Linked DNA regions of Zea mays: region 1 is linked to region 2. Evidence: chromatin contacts called from public Hi-C data. All regions are on one chromosome and are shown on one strand. Each heading gives the region's core, a stretch centred on a gene start, on an enhancer-like site or on the middle of the called end of the contact. The rest is flanking DNA. Distances are from core to core; before and after follow the strand shown. Region 1 has its middle 72 kb from the start of LOC100284259. Region 2 holds the start of LOC100284259.

Evidence for each region. Hi-C and Micro-C count contacts between places; a contact is called where the count stands out from the background.
Region 1: a Hi-C map of tassel shows a contact between it and region 2, with 1.7 times the contacts expected there. The contact joins the enhancer-like site here to the promoter of LOC100284259 in region 2. A contact is called at or near these places in 2 of 25 Hi-C or Micro-C datasets (leaf and tassel).

Annotation. Positions count from the first base shown.
Region 1 is chr3:119,271,332-119,278,291 of Zm-B73-REFERENCE-NAM-5.0, forward strand. No RefSeq gene overlaps it. Among protein-coding and RNA genes, the nearest start is that of LOC100284259, 72 kb to the left of the region's middle. Within about 2 kb of position 1,515, at least 14 of the 20 cell types and tissues checked have an H3K27ac peak or open chromatin away from gene starts, as enhancers often do. A contact at or near this core is called in leaf and tassel, where this site is marked.
Region 2 is chr3:119,197,484-119,205,306 of Zm-B73-REFERENCE-NAM-5.0, forward strand. LOC100284259 reads right to left here and starts at 5,525. Exons shown (of 5, transcript NM_001371982.1): 1 at 5,007-5,525; 2 at 3,492-3,736; 3 at 1,948-2,080; 4 at 1,791-1,852; 5 at 1,169-1,678. The coding sequence starts at 5,344. The coding sequence ends at 1,641.

The DNA.
Region 1 (6,960 bases), core at 265-2,764, 70 kb after region 2:
TTTAAAATATAATTCCAAATCAAGCGCATAAGTACTCACTGGAAAGATAATACAAAGCCCTACATGATTATCATACTGGTTATCACTAAATACCCACGAAAAATTCCCAAAAACTACTAATACTACTGCTGTTCACCCACCTGAAAAATTTGTTTTTTGGACAGCAACATACCCGGATTCAAACAATGATATCTCCTAAATTATAACTCCGAATTGAGCGCATAAGTACTCGTTGGAAAGGTATGACAAAGCTCTACATGATTATCCCACTGATTCCCACTAATTAACCCACAAAAATTCCCAGAAATTCCTAGAACTACTGCTGTCCACCCACTCACAAAAATCCTGGACAGCACCTATACCGATTCGCAAAGATAAACGCATAATCCAATTGATTGCAGCACAAAAACAACAAAAATTAAACACAAATTCACCTTGGGTTCTTCCCTTCCTCCTTCCTTCTTCCTCCCTCCAACTCCAATTGAGATCGCAGCCACACGACGGAGAACCACGCGGGAGGGCTGCACCTTGGAGGGGGGAAAGAGAATGGGGGGGGGGGGGGGGGGGGGGGCGGGGCGGCTAGGGTTTTGGGTGGTGAGGGCTGCAAAGGTTTGAGGAGGAAGAAGATGGGAGAGGGGAGGGGGTGGCGTCCAAGAGAAAGGGGAGGGGAAGGGGGCGGCTGCAAAATCCCAAGGGGAAAAGGGGGCCGGCTAGGGTTAGGGGAGACTAATGGGCCAGATCAAGGTTAAAGGCCCAACTCGCCTACGTGATAGCTCCCGACCCTGTCGCAAGCAACTAACCAAAGAAATTCTATTGTCTTACAGGTGAATGTTTTCCACAAATTCCAAATTCCCAAAGCGCATCACCCGAATGAGGAAAAAGAACAAAAAATATAACATCCACTTCTCCTCTTTGCAAACCGGGTATCACATATTGTAGGCTTTGAACTGTTTTCTACTATGACCCTGCTTGGGATAGCTCCAGTAACAAAAAATTTAGTAGAGTTGTTAGAGCAGGTCATTAGGTACTACAGAAAATCATGAAGCGGAAGCTATAAACCTTTAAAAACATTTAGATAAGTCATTTTATTTATTATTTAGATTAAAAATATTTTAAAAACTATTTAAATTAATATTATATAAATTATAGCTCCACACCAAAGTTGGAACCCAGAGCTATCCCAAACACCCCATCTATATTGCCTGCTTCGAAATCCCGACGCGTGTTTATCCACCAGTCTTTTTGTTGCATGCATTGGATTTCGTCGATTCCATAGAGCTGTTAGCTAATAGATAGCCACACCTGTGTTGGACGTTGCGCTGCACGTACGTGCGGGTACACACTCGTACGCACCGACGTACGTACGCGCAGAAGCGTCTGCACCGACGTACGTACCCGTAGAAGTACACGTGACTCCGATCCGATGCCGGCCGGCGGGGTCCTCAACAGGCTAGCAAGGTACGAGGACGGTGCCTGACCTACAACGTAAACCCTGCAATGGACACGTCTACCTGCAGCGTAACGGGCCTACAATGCATTGTGATGCCTGCTGGCCAGGTGCGATGAACCTGCAGCAGTGCAGCATGCAAGCCAATGTGGTGGATGAGTTGAGTACGTACGTAGGTACGTGGCACGAGCTGCGCGCTTCGTACGTCGTACATCGATCGTGATCCATGCATGATTAATACCTGGAAACACGGCCTTTCAATCTGTTTAGCTGGCGTTTGAATCTGTGTTACCCTGCGCCAGGGCAAGACAGGCCGCGCGCGTTACGTACCGAGATATATACGCATGAACATGCATGCACGCGACAGGCCGGAACAGAGGCCATACACTGCACCTGGCCTTTCTCTCTCCCTGACTCATCTTTCCATCTCCAGCTGTCCAGCACAACCGTGACCACTGACCACGCATATTTACGAAGTGCATGTCCAAGCTAATTAAACAAGGCCGGCCATCTTATTTCTATTTAAATGGGGGTAATAAAACCACCTGTGATAATATTTTTCAAGAAACATAAAACGAGTTTTAAAAACAGTAAAACAATATTTTTTTAAAGGGAGGCCTGCCCGTATTCGTCGAAGTCGTAAGACGCGGCATTTTTCACGCAAAATTCACTTGTTACGCGGCGAGTAGAAATTTGTCTGCCAAAATCTGATGTGGAAGTTTGTCGGTGCGTGCGATCCAGACCGGCACTCTGTCGTGGACCTCACAAAGAGTGAGATCGAGGTTCGTTTTTATGGCGGCACTGCGGGGTGATGTCGTATTTTATGAAAGAGGGCCTCTCAATAAGGGGAGATCGGGAGATTGAGTGATCTGGTAAGCCCCCTTAGCCTTCTCTCTCCTTTGGGTGGTTTGCTTGCTTTGGTGTGACATGCATTCGTCTTGTAGGGTCTTGGGACCATCAAGCCCTCCCTTCTTCCTCTCCCCAAGGACGCCGCCCTCAAGGCGGAGAGGAAGAGGAAGAGGGAGAAGGAGACCCTAGCGGCGAACAAGAAGTGCTTCCAGGCAAGAAAAAGGCAAAAGAAAGTCGAGCGTGTGGCTCGCGCTAGGTCAGTGAGGAGTATCACCCCCTCCACCGACATGGAGTACATGACCTCCATGGCTTCCGGCGGATCTGTGGCGCCGGCGTCGGTGGGAAAGTTGTCTCTCCATGACGGGGCTAAGGGTGGCTCTAGCGTTTGGGCCCAGGAGGAGACACTACCGGTGGTACCATGGTGTTAGTTAGGTCGGTATTTCGGGGGTGATGTGCCTTATCATGGCTTGCGTGGGTCAACAATGTTCACCTTGTTTTCATGCAAAGCTGGTACAGGCGTGCGCCTGTTAGGCTCATGGCGGGGGGTCGTGGAACTGGTGTCCACATATATACTGCCCCCATTGTGGATCTTCATGCCCCTGCCTTGCCCAGTTGCTCAACGTGACTTTGTCGGCCTATCCGCCTTGTGGAGTTGCTCGATAGGAGTTGGTCGGATTGTCCGCCTCATAGAGTTGCTCGACGGGAGTTGGTCGGATCGTTCGCCTTGTGGATTTGCTCATCATGAGTTAATTAGATCATCCGTCTCATAGAGTTGCTCGGCGGGAGTTGGTTGGTGGCTTTTTGCTCAATTGGGCCGCCACAAGTAATGAGCCTACTTTGGGTATCCCATCCGTAGGGACCTGTCACTAGACCTATCCCCTGTAGTTGGTCTATGAAGGGTTCAAGGATAAGCTCCACCCAATTAGAGGATGAAATAACGAAGGCCAGGAGATGGTGGCCAGCCATTGGGTCTAAGAGGTTGTCGACTTCAATAGTGATGATGGAGCAAGGGCGCTAGACGATGACACCGATGAAAATTGGTTGGTGCCCCTGACTTCCTCTCACTTTATAATTTATGCCCTGGCAAAAAGCCTTAAATTGTAATATATATTAGTATATTTATCCTTTATATCAACTTGTTCCTTACTTCTATTAGATCAAGCATGTTAGCATTGCAAGCGGTTAGTTTATGTGTCCTATTGGCCTCGGGTAGCACGGGCCTTGGGCTCCAAGCCATGAAGCCTTAGAAAGGTTCAGGGACCTTAGCTTAAGATGGTTCCATAAGTAATTTCCCTATGGGCTCTTGAGCGACTTATGACCCTAGGAGCCGATGGTAGGACGTTGTAGGGTTCTAGGCCCTTAGCACGATAAGGGCCCCCAGAGGATCTCTCCTTTGGGCCCTAAGCATAGATTTCTTAGGGCCAAGGGGGTGACACCCATAACCATAAATGGTCCCTTACCACTGAAAGGGTCTCACGAGCTCCCCATCGTAATACCCTTAGGATCTTTGTCCCTCCTAGGATTTAGAGCCCTCAACAGCGCGTTGGCCCTAGTTAGGACTTACTTGGCCCTGGGGCGGCATTGATAGACGTAAGGACCATGAGGGATATGCACTTCAAAAATATAGAATAGGATGGGCTATTCCTACATGAAATCTCAAATAAAGTGATAATATTAACCTTATCATGGGCCACTCTTACACTATACTTAGCTATTGCTTATCGACATTACTCCTAAAACCTTTTCGGTGGCCTGGCTGATGGATCACAAGGATGATGTGGAAACTAGTAGGCCCTAACTAAGCAACAATGTAAAGGAAGGGTGGACTAGGCTAGGTAGAGAGACCCACCATGGCAGATCAAATTCATTCCATGTTTTAGTTGTTCTAGGGTCTATTTGGTTCAACTATAGTTTTCTAAAAATCTAATTATAGCTACGAGGTGTGAGACTGTGATCTAACGGTTGTGGGAACGCTCAAATATGTTTGGTTGAAACAATTGTCAATTATAGATTCTGTAAGAGCAATACAACTTGTAACATGGATGGTAGGAATCTGGAAAATCTGGGGTATGAGGTGATTCTGAATTTAACTAGAGAATTATGTACATTTTTAGGAATCTATTATGTTATTGTACATGTATGGTTGAGATTCTAGATTTTTGGCAGTGAATTTGGTTTAGAAAGTTGAACCAAACACGCCCTTAGGGGTGCTGCCTCTAGGCATCTTTGTCGATCTTCTTAGCTTGAAGACATGTTGCATGGCACAACCTCAACCTAGATTACCCAAAGGCACACCAACTTTGTTAAATATAAATTTGAAAGGAACCTAGTGTAAGAGTATGACCTCCTAAAGGTATGACAATAAAGTCTTAAGAAAATTATTTCATAAGTATAGAGAGTACTTGAATCATGAGTGGTTGTTTGTGAGGCTAGTGTGTTTGCACCGCGAGGGCCCTAAAGAAAGAGTTCCCTAAGGACAATCTTCATAGGACTTCCTCGAGTTCACTTCGAGGCCAGGGGACTTAGAGATCTAGGGGCATTATGTCACATCCGGTTTTGGAAGGCAAACCGAATGCGAACCATGTACGTGCAAGGATCAGAACTCACGTACACAACGACTACATAATTGGACATCATCACACAATGCTCAAAGTAAATAGCAGAAAAGTACTTTAATTACATCAAGATGTCCAAGACATCCACAGAGTCTAATACATAGCCATAGTCTTCAACATAATATCAAAGTGCGAAAATATGAAACATAGAGGATAAGCCTACACAGGCAGCTGACTGGGGGTTTGCCACTAAGATAAACTAGAACTCATTGTAGTCCTGAAACTCCTCAAAGTCCTCCATGTTGCCAGCATCTCCTCCTAAGCACTGAGTACAGTGGGGACAACCTGGGGTGGGGTGGTTTGTAAAGCAAGGGTGAGTACACATCAACGTACTCAACAAATTTGTAAAGCCCAAAATTTGTATCAAGAAAAATAAATAAATATAATTATTTTTAGTGTTTGAGAATTTATGGAACCTTGAGAGACTATCTAGCTTTATTTTGGTTGTGCATATTCAGATAATGAGAATATATTAATCAAATAACAAATAAATACTAGAATATGCATTTCATGCTGAGGTTCTTGTATATTTGCATTTGTATTCAAAATTTTGAGACAAGTTTAATATTAAAAATTAGAAATTTAAAATGGGAGGAAAAAATTAATAATAAGTAAATAAATAAGAGAATATATATTTTTACAATTGCATGCTGGAATTTTTATTTTGTTTGTGCATTTTCAAATCTGAAGTTTGAATTTGAAATGAAAATCATAAAAAGAAAATAGAAAAGTAAAGAAACTCACCCAAACGTCTTGGGCCAAAATTTCCAGCCGGCCCACTCACCTCCCCCGCGTGGGCGCATCCCACCCAGCATCTCCAGTCACGCCTACAAGCCGATGATAGGTGGGCCCATGGCCTCAGCTTCGCTCTCACCCCGTGCAGTCTCGCATTGTACGTCTGCCGCGTGGGCCACATCTGTCAGGACCATCTCCTCCACGTGAACGCAACAGAACTGGGCGCAATCTCAGCGACTCTGCACCAGAATCTGCGGGGATGTTTTGGCCTCCATCGGGGATATAAAAGTCTGGGCCTCGCCCCTTGAATCCCATGTCGCGGCCATGGTCTCGTACGAGTAGAGCGAACCAAGAGAAGGGTGAGGAACCGAGCGCCGCCGCCGTGGCTATAAGACCCGTGCGCTCGCGACCCTTCGACCATCCTATCGAAAGCCCGTAGACCGTGCAATGCTCATGAGCGTGGGGCATCTTGGCGGCTGAGCGAATCGGGAGGGAAGGAATCGCGCACTAGCGGGGCAAACCCGGTGTCATCTCGTGGACAAGGAATTGCTCATCGGTGCTCCGTCACCATCGCCATGGCCGCCACACTGGAAGCTCAACCGCGTCGGCATATCCAGCTTGGGATTTGGATCTGGAGCTTCGCCATATATCAAGGAGTACGAGGATGGCAACATCGTCCGAGAACTTGGCTTATATGGATCGGAATTCCTCAACGGAGCTGTTCGGCCCCACAGATCCACCCCGCCCGTGGGCCGGGACCTCCGTTGCTCCTCCATCGGTAAGAGGTCCTCAGCAAGGTTCGCCATGCGTTTAGTAACGTGTAGCACTAATTGGATTTAAGTTTGCGGCTTTTGGGGTGCTTGGCGGCCATTGCCGGCCATGGCGCCGCCACCAGCTTGGGGCACTCCCGCCGTACTCCATCGTCGGGGTTGACGGGGACCTCTGTGCCGTTCGATCTCAATTCGGAGCGTAGGATTAGATCCATGCATCGTTTCGGCCTGGGCTCCTCACTGACGTTGATCTCCGACGGGGGAAATCCAAGTCGTTCCCTAATTTTTAAATGCTGTAGCCTTGATCGCCGATCTAGCGGTCCAGATCGCGTACCCCTTCGTCGTCATATCAGGTCCATCGGATTGGGATCGGATGGCCCATGTGTGTCCAGATCTTTTCAGCCGAGCAGATTTACAAATGAAACCCCATGGTTTCCAGTTTTCAACCCGCAGTCCACCTTGGGTCACACTGTGTCTAGAGAATTCTTGTAGAACAGTCCCTAAACTTTCCATAATTTGTTACGCAATCCAGGCAATAGAGAAA
Region 2 (7,823 bases), core at 4,275-6,774:
TGTGAAAAATTACACATATCATTATTTATTAGTTTAAGAATTGAGTCGATAATATTGTCCAACTCGACACTATCAGGGCTGATTTGGTGACCATGGATCACGGGGGGACTATGAAAGAAATTAGTTTATTCTCCCCTCAATCCTCTCTAACCCACCGTGATTCTCTTGTCACCAAATCAACACTATCAGTTTTACTTATGAGCCAACAATTTTGCTCAAATTAACACCACTAGTGGTATAAACCGGCAGTGATGTTTGATATCATTGCTGGTTTTGTCGAACCGACGGTAATAGAGAAGCAATATTACTATTATTTTTTGTCCGTTAAAAATGGATGATTATCCATAGATAACAACATCAATGTGTTGGACAATTTCTTGGTACGAGCGGCACAGACTGACTGTCTTTCTTGAAATAAAGCCAGACAAGGGGCAGGCACTTGAAAAGACTCAAAGCTGGCCTGCCATCATTGTTAGGGGACATGATCTCCAAAGGCAAATATGTTTTACTTAAATTAAACACGTCCGAAAAGCACCTTTAGTTGGGAGATACTCATTGCTACTACTACTACTAGGAAGGTGCAGCAGAAAGTTCCTAAAAATCATGGCAACAACTCTCAGCACTCCAATGCAGTGTCTCCCCACCCCCTCTATCTATAGAAAACAACAGCTCAACTTTGGGCCGCAACCAACCTTGCATTTGCACTGCATCCTTTTTTTTATATCATTCAGGCAGGACATGGGGCAGGCACAATGTGCCAAACACTGGCATGTTGCTTAGAATAGTACTGCAGCAGACACCAAAAGATGCAGCGAAGTGTGATGCCTCATAATACTAGCAGTGGTAGTAGTAGTGAGAAGCTTGCAGTGGTTGAAGGGAGATATAAAAACACAGTGCCCCATCACTGTGCACATGGTATGCTTCTGTCTCCATGTTTTTTTTTTTTTCTGAAGGATCCTGTATTTCTGTCTGGCTGTCTCCAAGTTGGCTTGGCTCCACATGTTAAAAAAAACACAGAGACAGGTATGCACAGCAGTGCAACGTCTATGCAACCCAACACACAACAGAGCAGCTCAGTATATTTCATCACTGAGCTTATATATATAATCCTGTTCCATGGAACAGCTAATACCAAAGACAATGAAAACAACAAGGAAGAGAGGTGATCATATTACAATACAACTTTTTTTTAACACCTTGCAACAGTTATTTGTTCCACTGACACACCATGGTAATTATAATCAAACAGCTTATGATGCAAAAGGCCCTTTGATCAGGAGCAGGGTGCCTTTGCATCTTGTGCCAAAAAAAGAGAGAGAGAGAAAAAAAAACAGGTAGCAAAAAAAGACATTGTTATAGGACAGGTACATGTTCATGCATGGCTTCTCTCTTCTGTATAGGACAAGATGAGACTTGATGGACACTGACTGACTCTTTCACTGACAAGCTGGGCACGGAGAGAACAGTTGACACACCAAAACGACTTCATTGATCAGGGAGATACAGAGGCCTGAAGGGCAGGGACGACGAGTATGATACAGAGACGAGCAGAGCTGCAAAAGCCATGGAGATTTGTTCTTCTTGCATCCATCCACCCCTGGTGGTGCTGAGATGCAAGCTTCCGTCCGTCCGTCTTCTCCTCAGCTTCTGTTCTTGCATTTCTCCATGGCCCTTGGCGCTGGAAAATTCAGAGATAGAGACCAGATGAAACAAACGGGCTGCTTACTACCCTAGAAAGTCTCTTTTGTTGTTGAGATTAGTAATAATAATAATCATATATGTCAACTCACCCAGGCCAATGGCTTCTGATCCTTTCATGATCCGAAGGCGCTTGCATGATTCGACGAACATCCTGAAAATGAAATGGAAATTATTATTATTTTCCGATTAGGCAATAATATAATAAGGAGTATAGTGCAGGAAGAAGCGCATGCATGCAGTGCTCACTCCCACGGCACATCGCCGACGAGCATCCAGTCCCCGTCCTTGTCCTCGTAGGTCGGCACGTACTCGGAGCCGTTGAGCAGATCCACCAGCTTGCTCTCGTTCATGCCGTTCATCCCTTGAGACCCACAGCTTCCTGAACCTCACCATCCATCCATTCATTTGGTTAGTTATATATCCAAGTCAAGGTAGTGTATGCTCTGCAATAATGTGCTGCAAACAGTCGATTTGAACCTCAAAAGATAGCTAACAAACTTGATGTGGAATAATCCATCAAACAAGGCATATATATATACTTCAACCGATGGTTCTTAGGGAAATATACAACCAAATCCATGGCAGTTGCTGAGCAACGAACGACAGCAGGCCTTTTCTTATTTCTAGCTCTAAGATACGTGCACGCCGCCGGTACGGTGAACACACGTGGATTAGTTTACACGGAGCTCCAAGAACACCACATGCATGGCAACAATGATGGAGCTAGCTAGGTAGCTGATCATCATCATCATCATCATCTGTCAAGCGTGCACACATGAGCTGCTACATGATGTAGAGGATCGGGAGATGTGTTGTTGGCAGAGACAAGGGCATTATGCCAGCCAGCCAGGGCGGACACCTACCAAGGATGCAAATCATGGAGCGCACCACACCGCTGGCACATGGTGACCACCACCACACATGCATGCATGCGTGCAAATGAATGCCAATGCAATCATATATACCTACCCAATTAATCCTCAGCCCGTAAAAATTATCGACTTCATGCATTGGTAATGAGTGGTTTAACTAGTAGTCCCTCCCTCCTCGTCCACAAACAAAAATACAAGTATTTGTGCCGGTTAATATAGCTGAAATTTAACCGAGTTTATATTATATTAAATAGGATCAACATTTAGTTTATGTCTGCAAATGAATTTACTATAAAAACATATTCTATAACTTAATCTAATGGTGCTTATTTTATATTATAAATGCTTATATTTAAAAACAAATTTAGTCAAAGTTTAGACTTTTTTTTTTGGAAAAACAAGAATTGCATTCTCTTGTTAACGGAGTGAGTACAGTATACTCATTTTTTTTTTAAAGAAAATGAGTGTCATGAGCAAACTAAAAACTACATGCATGTAGGTCAGGCTTCTTCACATTTGGCCAGTTTTTTTTATGTTTACAAAATGTACATACCGATATGATGCAATTTCGTTTTCATCTAACTAATCTACCATTGAACACTATATCTTAACTAATAGTATGTTCGTATTCTCCAAACGTTAGTACATTTATTTTGTAAATTTGATTCCAGGCATGGTGTTACACATACAGGATTTGACTTATTATATTAGAACGAACTAAAATAAAACACCTTGCATGCATTTTAATTTAAAAACAGATCAGTTCCGTTTCCAAAAAAAAAGAGGAGTATATATACTTTGGTGTACTTTGTAGGTACTTCATTAGAAAGGTTAAAAAAGAATCGAGTGCGCTGTGTTTTTACCGCGATGTAGTAATTATGGTAGTAGTAGTAGCAGCTGTCAAATTAAATTTAGTACCGATGGTGAAGGAGCTGAACATGTTCTCGAGCGCCTTGGACAGCTGCTGGTAGCTCCTGTACATCTTGAGGTCCACTTTGCGCAGGTAGGGCGCGCCGTCCAAGCTCACCTTCACGAACGCGGCACCGCCGCCTGCCGCCGGCGAGGACTTGTCGCCGTTGGCGGCGGCGGCGCCCTTGTCGGACTGCACGGACATGATGTTCTTCCGGAACGACCGGACCGGTGGCCATCCCACCACCTGAGCCCTGCAGGTGTATATACAATATACCTCCCTCTGTCAAAACTCAAAACGTACACACGGTAGATGAGACTGAGACGTCCATCCAGATCCAGCATTAGATTTATAAGTATATACATACTATATACTTTACTGCAAATTGCGTGCAAATTGTTAAGCTGTCCTGTTTTTTTTTTTGGTTCGTTGCTGTTGTATAGTATAAGTATATACACTATATATACTTTACTGCTTTTTTTTGTTTGTTCGTTGCTCATGCATGTAGTCTCTGTGTGGACTGGGTAGTGGTACCTTGTTTTATTTCTTGCCCAAAACATACACGTCGTAGGCATGTGCAAAATGTGTTTTTTTATGAGAAAAAAGTCGATAGTAATATGGAGGAGGGCTAGCTTAGCTAGGCCGGGGGACAGCAGATCTAGAATGGCGATCCATGAACGGTGAACCCAATGTAGCTTACGACCATGGCGCAGTGCATGGGCGTCTATAGTATAGTCTTTGGCAGTATGGGAAACAGAACAGGGGCCCAAATAATAAAAAAGAGAGAGAGATAGATAGATGTATAACCCCACACGCACACACAGTAGTTCTCTGTTCTACCGTGCCGTCACCATCGGTTCTAAGCCTGGCCTGGAGCAGCGAGCGAGCGAGCGATCAGGACCGGATGCATGAACGAACCGGACAGGCGAGTGATGTGGAAAATGATGTTGATGTGGACAAAAAAATGGCAGAGGCAGAGAAAGAGATCTATACGTGCAGTGTGGTGGGGTTTCTTTTCTTTCTTTTATCGTGTCGGCACTAGCCGCTGTCTCCCGCTGCCCCCACACGTAACGTGCCGCTGTCTCTTCCTCCTCCTCCTCCTCGACTGCTGGGCTGGCTGGCTACGACTACGAGCAGTTCGTGGATCGTATCCGGGCTCAACTCATGCATCTTGTCTTCAACCAGCTGGCACGCGGCTGGTGCTCGATCGTTGTTGCGATGATAGGTAGGAGTACGTAGATGTGCGTTCGTGCTCGATCGTGTTCTTCGTTGTTGGATGAACAAAGATCGCATGGTTATTAACACGGTTGGATTAATTCTCCCCCCGGCCCTCTCTGTCTTTCTCTATTACCTATGAGCAAACGGATAAACTGGAGCAGAGAGATTCGTGACTTGAAGCGCGCGGGGCATATATGTGCATCATGGAGTGGAGACGATTAACAGCTAAGCATATATGCACATACGTACGGAACAGAGCTAGAGCTAGGACAGTAGACAGGAGACAGGACAGGACGACGACGTACTTGGCGGCGCGCGGCTTCTCGGCGGGGTCAGCCAGCACGGCGGCGGCGGCGGCGGCGACGCTGCTCTGGCTCGGGGACCGCTTCATCTTCCCGGCCTCCTCCTCCTTCTCAAGGGCAACAGCAACGCCGTGGTCCTCCTCCTCCTCCTCCGCCTCCACGACGGCCGCTGGCTCCAGCTTCAGCTTCAGGTCGATGGTCTCGGCGAAGCCCCTCTTGCCGGAGGCGGAGGAAGAGCTCCTCCCCTCGCCGCCCAGCGCCGGCTCCCCTCCACCTCCCCCGCCGGGCAGGCCCAGGCGGAGCTCCGTCGCCTCGAACCCCAGGTCCGTCGTCGTCGCCATCGCGGCTGCCGTCGTCGCCACGTCCTCGCCTCTCTCTCAATTCTGCTTGGCTTGCTTCTTCTTCGTCTGTTAGCTGCCTAGCTCTGTTCCGAGAGCGAGCGAGGCTCTGGCGCTCTGCAATGTAAAAGGGCTTGCAAATGCAATGGGTTGGGTTGGGAAGGGAAGAGGGGGCAATAATGTCACAAGGGTTGTGGTTGTGGGTGTGTAGAAATAATAGTAGGCTCTCATGATAATGCACGGCCCGTCCAGTTTTGCACATACCACCCTCGCAGAATTAAAGTCTCGACTCTCTGTTTCAAAACACAGACCCAAACACTCCACAGTCCAGAATCCAGATCCAGGAGTTCACACGGACACCGAACCACAACAATCTAAAAAGCAAAGCCAGACTAAACCACCAAAACACCCGGGAAAAAGAGCCTTTTTATTGCTTCATTCATTTCTTAGCACGAGAGTTCTGCATGCTGAATACATTGAGACATAAAAAAGTTCGGGATATCATGCAACCACGTATATTCAGAATTTGAAATCAAAGCGAACTTGGTTGTTTGTGTAATGAAACACACATGTTTGCTACCCTCCTTTACATAAAGCAAAGAGAAAAATGTGTGCTTTGTCGGCCAAGTTCCTTGATTTGATTTAATAGCACACCAATTACTACTTCTAGAATTCCATGGAGCCACTAATCCTTGGCAACCCGTTTTAACAATCACCTTTGTCGGTCCGAGATCCTTTATTACTAGCGCCGCATCACAATAAGCATAGGCTTTGTAAGTAAGACCATCACGTATTGTTGAGCAGCATTTGTGGTACTGATCACGGCCAGACGGTTCGCTCATAGGCATGGACGGTCCATGAATATATCGAATCAGACGGTTAAAACTTCTATCTCTTCGCGTGTTTAGCCCTCTAATCCCGCGAGAGCTGTTGGAGAACGACTAGAAACGGATCCAGACCTCCCCCTTATATATTTAAAGGGGTACGGCCGATTGAAAAACTAACAATCAATCAATCAATCAATATACCTCTAGTTTTTTACATTTTGCCCTAGGAGTAGATAGTAACTTAGATTCCTCTCTCTAATTTTCACCTCTCTCTGGCTCTACGTCGTTTAGAGGTGTCTTGGTTGGCCTGCCGATCCAAAGACAAACCCTAGGATCTCTCCTCCCCGACGGGGTCCCTACCGGGACCGAGATCCAGGTGCTGTTCGGCGAACTCCGCCGCCCTTGCGCACGTGTGGTCCGTCCGGCCCCCAGGCGCGAACCGTCCGGCTTGTTAGGCAGGAACCCTAACCTCTGCGCCAGGTCGTGGAACGTCCGACCCTCGGCTGCGGACTGTCCGCGCTTCCGCAGAGAGCACCGCCGTCGGTACTCATCGCAGTGAATGACGCCCGGATCGACGCCAACACACTTTTTTGGTGACTCCGCTAGAGACATCACGTGAAGATCTATCAGGTTGGCCCTCAACGGCCGGATCAAAAGATAGCTCTAACGTCTCCCCCAGTAACATCATCGAGCCGACTTTGCAAAACTTGCTGGCTGAAGAACAACTGGAGTTCAAGGAGCACTAGGAGCAGCTGATAAAGGAAGCAAAAGCAAAGTTCCTGGCCAATTTCAGAGTGGACAGGAACAACAAGGTTGTTCGACAACGGGCGACTAATCTGGCTTCGCTTCAACCTACTGCGGCTACCCCAAGGTAAGCGAAACAAACGAAATCCAATCTCTTAGAGCTTACATAGATGAGCAGCGAGACCAGATGCAACAGATTACAGGGGGTATGAAAAATGATTATAAAAGGCTAGTGCGTGCATTTGATAAATCCACCGTTGCAAACTTTCGCTCGCACGAGGTTGAATTAGGGGAAAATACACGTGATTCATCGGCAGCAGATTGTCATGACCAGCTGCAACCCCTTTACAGGTGGACAACCACAACCTCCTATGCAAATCAGTGGTAAATCCGCTGATCTGCGCACGTCCGGACCGTCCGCAAGTGAGTGCAAACCGTCCGGTACTATTTCCAGAAACGAATTGCCGAGAACTGCACCCGAGTCGCCACGTACTACGTGAACCCTAAACGACCCCATTCGAACTGTCCGCGTATAGCGCCAGGCAGTCTGAATACATTACCGGACGGTCCGACCATGTGGCCGGGCAGTCCGCGCACACCGCAGAGTACATAGAACCTTATGAGGATGACTATTATCCAAATGCACATCTGTTTCAGCTAAACCTCCCATCACATCCTACAGCGTGCCAGCACAGTAATATAACATCCCAAATCTGTGGGAGTGAGTACTTTCCGGCCCCTCCTAGAAGGCCGGAAAGGAATGACTAGTCCTATGAGCCGCATAGGGCAAGTATTAATGCACCTCAAAACCCAAGCCAGAGGGGAGGGAGACAACATACTAATATCTAGACAACCACACCTATGTTGGACCAGAGAGCCGATGGACTCCCACCGGTCGCCATTGATATAGT